2 separate regions of the Xenopus tropicalis genome follow, and region 2 is linked to region 1. The links are chromatin contacts, called in public Hi-C maps. All regions are on one chromosome and are shown on one strand. Each heading gives the region's core, a stretch centred on a gene start, on an enhancer-like site or on the middle of the called end of the contact. The rest is flanking DNA. Distances are from core to core; before and after follow the strand shown.

The links. Hi-C and Micro-C count contacts between places; a contact is called where the count stands out from the background.
Region 2: a Hi-C map of gastrula embryo shows a contact between it and region 1, with 2.3 times the contacts expected there. The contact joins two enhancer-like sites. A contact is called at or near these places in 2 of 5 Hi-C or Micro-C datasets (gastrula embryo and neurula embryo).

What each region holds. Positions count from the first base shown.
Region 1 is chr6:39,312,416-39,315,249 of UCB_Xtro_10.0, forward strand. No RefSeq gene overlaps it. Among named protein-coding and RNA genes, the nearest start is that of sp8, 110 kb to the left of the region's middle. Within about 2 kb of position 1,351, at least 2 of the 11 cell types and tissues checked have an H3K27ac peak or open chromatin away from gene starts, as enhancers often do. A contact at or near this core is called in gastrula embryo, where this site is marked.
Region 2 is chr6:39,392,420-39,395,253 of UCB_Xtro_10.0, forward strand. No RefSeq gene overlaps it. Among named protein-coding and RNA genes, the nearest start is that of sp4, 78 kb to the right of the region's middle. Within about 2 kb of position 1,457, at least 3 of the 11 cell types and tissues checked have an H3K27ac peak or open chromatin away from gene starts, as enhancers often do. A contact at or near this core is called in gastrula embryo, where this site is marked.

The DNA of each region.
Region 1 (2,834 bases), core at 101-2,600:
AGTGACATCATGCTAATGACACAGCATCAGTGCCTCAGTGACATTACTAAGCTTCTACAGCTTGTGCCTGATTAGTACATTTGGCCATCATATTAAAATATATTTTGCAGGGAAGTTCCCTGAGGCAACAGATATAGCTGACAGACAGAATTTGTTATTATTTTTTTTCAAGGAGAAAAAAATGCATTAGTAAGCAAAATAAGAAGTATGTTCTTTTGTTTAATGGAAATGTATAACCTGCCACCCAATCCCTGGTGGGTTTGAACAAGTCTGAGCGTAGAAGGAAGAGGAATAATGGACTTCTATGGTGAGTGAGGAGTCTGCTTTGTTCAAAGCCAATATATACATCTAAATATAATATTTCTTACTTATGCTTCTGTATTTTTACTCTAATAGGGCTAATAGACATGTTTACTATTTTCATGTTGCTTTGAATAAAGTCCGTCTATTCCTTGCAGAATCCTTGGAGTGCCTGAATGCCCATATTTTTGCTATTTATGGTTTGCTGCTCCCTGTGCGGAGGGGCTGGTGCACCTGGATCACTTTTTCTACTTGGTGTTTCTACATTTTGCTCTTTTGTGCCCTTTTACTTTTTTGGTTAGTTACGTCTATATTTTGCCTACAACAAAGCTTTATTGGTATTTATTATTTATTGATACCAGTGGGAGCTACCATGCTGCTTACATTGCTGGGTTCATTTAAAGATTTAGAATATATTTCAGTAGAACAGTGCCCCCTGTGGCCAAACTGATCCAACCTGAATGACTCGTATGGGCAGCAACTTTGGAACAAAGCCTCCTTAAGGCTCCCTGTTCTACCCCCTGCTATATTTTTTAAAAATAGTTCACCCGTATAGTCGAGTATTTGAGCCCAACGGCTTGCACTCTTTGGCAGCAAATACAGCTCCACTCTATACAAATGCTGTATTCTGTCTCAGAGGGAAAAAAGCAGAAAGGCTACGCTATGAATCCAAAGAATGCTTTTATTTTATTTTAAGGAAATATATGTGTCAGTCTGCTCTACAATGTAGGGCTCTTTGTAAAGGAAACAACTCACTGATTGAAAGTAAAAGAAAAAGATTGTGTGCAAGACTGTAGCATTCTGCTTAGTTGCTCTCCGAGTGAAAGGCGGCTTTTAAAAGTTAGGTATATCATTGCCAAAAGGAACTAAATAGTTCTGTCAGCATTTTAAGAAAGGAGAGATTCTCCCCCCCCCCCTCCCTGAAACTCCATTCTGGACAGCTGTTAGTGACTTACCAAACTTTTCATATGGATATGTATGTTAATGACAAGCAATGAACTGGAGATGAAGAGCCCCAAACACAGACCAATCTCTTCAGTGCACATCAAAAGCCCTCACAAAAGGAGCAATAAAAGAGGCAGAAATGGCGGAGCCTTCACTTTTGTACACTGAATTAGTTCTGCAAGCAATGAAACTGATCTTTTCTCCTTGCCAGAAAAGTCCGGTGATTTTTGTAAGTGCTCATTAGCACAAGAGGCATTTGTGAAGGTAATTGACTGACGCTGATACCGCTGGCTGTCACAACAGGGCCAGAGGAGCATGTGGACGTTTTGTCTAAAAGATGCCAGTTTTAATGGTTTGCAATCTTATTGTGTCGGAGCATCGCCCCATTCACAGTTCTGCTCTGCAGCTCGGCATGTCTCTGGTAGCATCCGATAAAATAAAAGTCACATCTATATTTCTCATAACTGAATATCTCAGCACAGGAGGCTTGAGGCTGTCCATTTGTTAGGTCATTTGTATCTAAAGTACTAGTACATTGTTTATTGTGTGCTTGCATTTGCATTTGCCACCATAAACTGGAGCTGCCATATGGCTTTCCATTGGCATAACAATGAGTAAATCACTACTGAAGGGGGGCAGGAGTCATGTACAGTTGCAGTATAAGTGTACAAAAGAGACTGACTTGAGTAATTCTCCATATCTGCCTTTAAAACATAATTCCTACTGGCCATAAATAAAGGATACCAATCCATAGCAAAAGATGCCAACAATATGGCAGCACCCATTTACCACTAACCAACTTAAATGCAGGGAAGGAATTTTCTGTACATGGGATGTTACAGCATTGCAGTTTACTGTTTCTGTAAGGGGAAAATAACCCTTACTTATCAATGTATATTTATCTTTAGAAATAAACAAGGCTAATTGATTGTACAGTGGCAACACAGGGACCGTGACTCCACAAAGAAGTTCATACAAAAGAGACTTTAGCAAAACTCTTGATAGATCCGGCCTATTGTAGGTTTGGTTGCCTCTATTCATATCACAATTCATCTCTAACCTACAATATTATCAGCAATTCTATTATATTCTACATTAATTGCACTTCAGACAGTTGGCGAATATACACCTTAGTCTTGTCAATGAACCCCCACTTACTTAGTACCAACTCTGTGTTTGTTCTTTGGGCTTGGTGATAACATTTTACTTGTTAAAAGTGATTTGTGACTGTATAAAAATTTGATTTGATGAGTAAAAGCCATGAAAGTCTAGGCAACAAAATATGGTGGATTGTAGAAAAGAGTAGCTCTACATTATTGGCTAGGACTCCCATAAACATAATATGAAATAAGATGTACCAAATAGGACTGAAACAGCTGAACTGTTAATAATGTAAGAACGCCTGCTAAACAAAGAGTAAAACTTAAGATTTGAAAATCACCACCAATAAATGTGATTTTACTGTGGTTCTTGCACAGAAAGCAATTTTATATGATTTATTGGGTACCAAAAGAAATAAATCTGTCCTATAACCATCACAACTGCGATCTGACAGCCGTTGCCCTAAGGCTGAATCACTGTGCAATTAA
Region 2 (2,834 bases), core at 207-2,706, 80 kb after region 1:
CAACATCTCTGGTGATGTTGGCTTACACACTGTAACAAATGTGCCCCTTTGTGTGTGTTTTTGTAAGAGAGAAAGACTGCATGTGTAAATGTGTGAGAGAGTGGGGGTATGTGTATGTTTTAGGCTAATGTCCCACGGAAAGATTTAGTCGCTCCAAATAGATCTCTGCTACCACGAGCAACAAATCTCTCCAAAATGCCTTTCCACTGGTAACAAAGAGAATTGCTGGTGGAAAGGCCCACACATTGTTGGCTTTCCAAAGTTTCATGAAGTTCAATCCTGCAGGCTCAATCTCTCCGGGGGACATTAGCCTTAGAGGTATTAAATCTAAATAAATCAGGATTATCCATTCAACATAATTAGTACAGCTAAACTTCTTGTTTAAATATACACTAATGTTGCACATGCCCCCCCCCCCCCCCCCCAGCATGTGCAAGACCTCTCTGACAGTCAGATGCACAACCTGAAGCAACAAGTGATTTGTGCATGGCTGTATGAGGTGCAGACTAACTAGAAATTATTGTTTACAGTAATTATGTATCTGGTTAATTTCACTAATAATAATATTCACAGAGGACAAACTGCCATTTTTGGGAACATTAGGACAAAAGTTTTATGTAAAATAAGGGAAAACATTATGTAACATCAGGGAAAATCACCCATAAATGTATTATAAATTGTTGGGACCACAAAAAACAATGTAAAATACGGGAACACTTAAAATCAGGGTAGGCAAATTTGAGGTTTTGCTGTATAGGAGTAATGTCCATACAGTTTGCAGACATGGATTTAGTTAAAAATAACTCAAACTGTGGGCGCTTTCACATGCAATCGGTGGTTTTGTTTTTTACCCTTTGCTGTCCCTTTCCTCCTACACGATGACTTGTTGCAGCTGAATAACATTTCTCTCTGCAGGAGGTCCACTGTATTTACCTGCATTCTAATGCATGCAAGATTGAAGTGGTTTCTGTCCCGCAGGTGTGACTTAGCTTTTATTAAGAATCTGTACCCACTCCAATCTGTCAGAAATCTATTTGTATGCGTGCAACGTGCCAGATTTAAATGCTGAGACCTGTCAAAAAGCCTCTGCACCTGTATTGTGCATATAAATTGTTCCCATTCTTTTGCTTCTTGAAGATCAAAGGCTCTTGATAAGAGGAAATCTAAGAAGGAAAAAAAAAAACGACAGGCCAATCTGTCCTTGAGCAAAAAAGTGGACCAGTTTGGCTACCTGAAGGGGCTTTTGTTTTCTATGGTCACAACACGAAGACATTCTTTGACATTACGAATCTCAGAGGAAGACATTTATTCCCCCATTTCTATGGTCAAGCAGTTGTCGTATTCATGTCTCTTTAACCTTAAATAATTTTTTTTATTCTTTAAGCCCTAAACAAGTTTGATCCTGTCCACAGGTCAGTTTTGTTACAAAAGCCAATTAGTGGTGCTACCCTTGCCTCCAGCTAAAGCCAAGTAATAGTGGGGTAAGCCCCATGGAAAGGTGATGAATAGGCTGTAGAGGTATAATTAGAAGGGGGGACCTTTGAAGCATTTACCTTATATGGGACTCTATTGTCACTGCAGGCTGTTTGATGTTAAAATAATTTACTTAATGATCTCACCAAGGAAGCAATGGGCTAAGCAAGATTTGGTTTTAAGTCTAATAGACATGGGAAAAGTTGAAATTGCTCCAAGAAAGGTATGTGCAGTGATGAGAATTTGTTCTGAATATTCAGGGCACAAAGGAAGGACCAGCAATAGAAAAACTCTTTATAAACATCATAATTAGAGAACCACTTTATTTTTTTACGGAAAAAATAAATCTACAGAGCCCTATAAACCACTGCATACTTTTTTTTATTATGTATTTTATATTTAAGTGTATATGGCCAGTCCATTTTTTATTTAGTGCCCAAACTGAAGTTTGATTAAACATTAGAAATTTACACATTTGCTGCTGGGGCCTTAATGAACATACATAAGAAACACAGATATCGTCTGCATGGTATTAAGAAGTCAAATTATTGACTTTTATCATATATGGCTTATATAGGGCAATCATTAAATATACATTTGAATAGAGCCCAGTATGTACAAGGATAATCATTTATCATATGCTAAATATTTGGATTTTTTTGCAGAAGAATTAATCATTAATGTCTAAGTCCTTTGCATTCTATGAATCTGGCCTTGTTATTGTTCCTTTTGGCCAAATCTGAGCAAGATGAACTGAGCAGCTCCTCCTTACACCGTTATCTGCTGATGTTACATGCACTGGCCAATAGGGAGCACTGGCAGATGAGATTCTCAAACCTAACCTATGTACAAACCAATGTATCTCCATGGAACAAGGATATAGATCAGGATTGTCTGGGCAGTATATAAGGGGACAAAAATCATATATATGTACATAAGAGGGCCAACTCATGTTGAGATTAGAATGGATCTTTGCCAATACAATGTTGTACTAAGAATGGTATCACAGATCATGTCTTAATGATTTATACATTTTAAAATTAATGTAACTCTTGACTACTTATATTTTCTGCTATGCATGAGTTGTAAACTTATTTTTTGGTGAGGGGCAAAAAGTCTACAGATCAGATCTCAGCCTTAAAGAACGTAAAACTAAAAGGTTAGAAATAAATGTGTTTGTCTTTCTATCTGTATTGCTCAGATAGAGAAAAGGAGGTGGTCAGTTGGTTTCAATGAGCTCAAGCCATTCAGAGTGACCTCCACAAAGTGTCAATAAAGGGCAGGCAGGTCATACACAGACAAACTGCCCACCAATGATTCTTCAACTCAGTGATTCAAAAAAACTTTATAGTTTAGCAGAC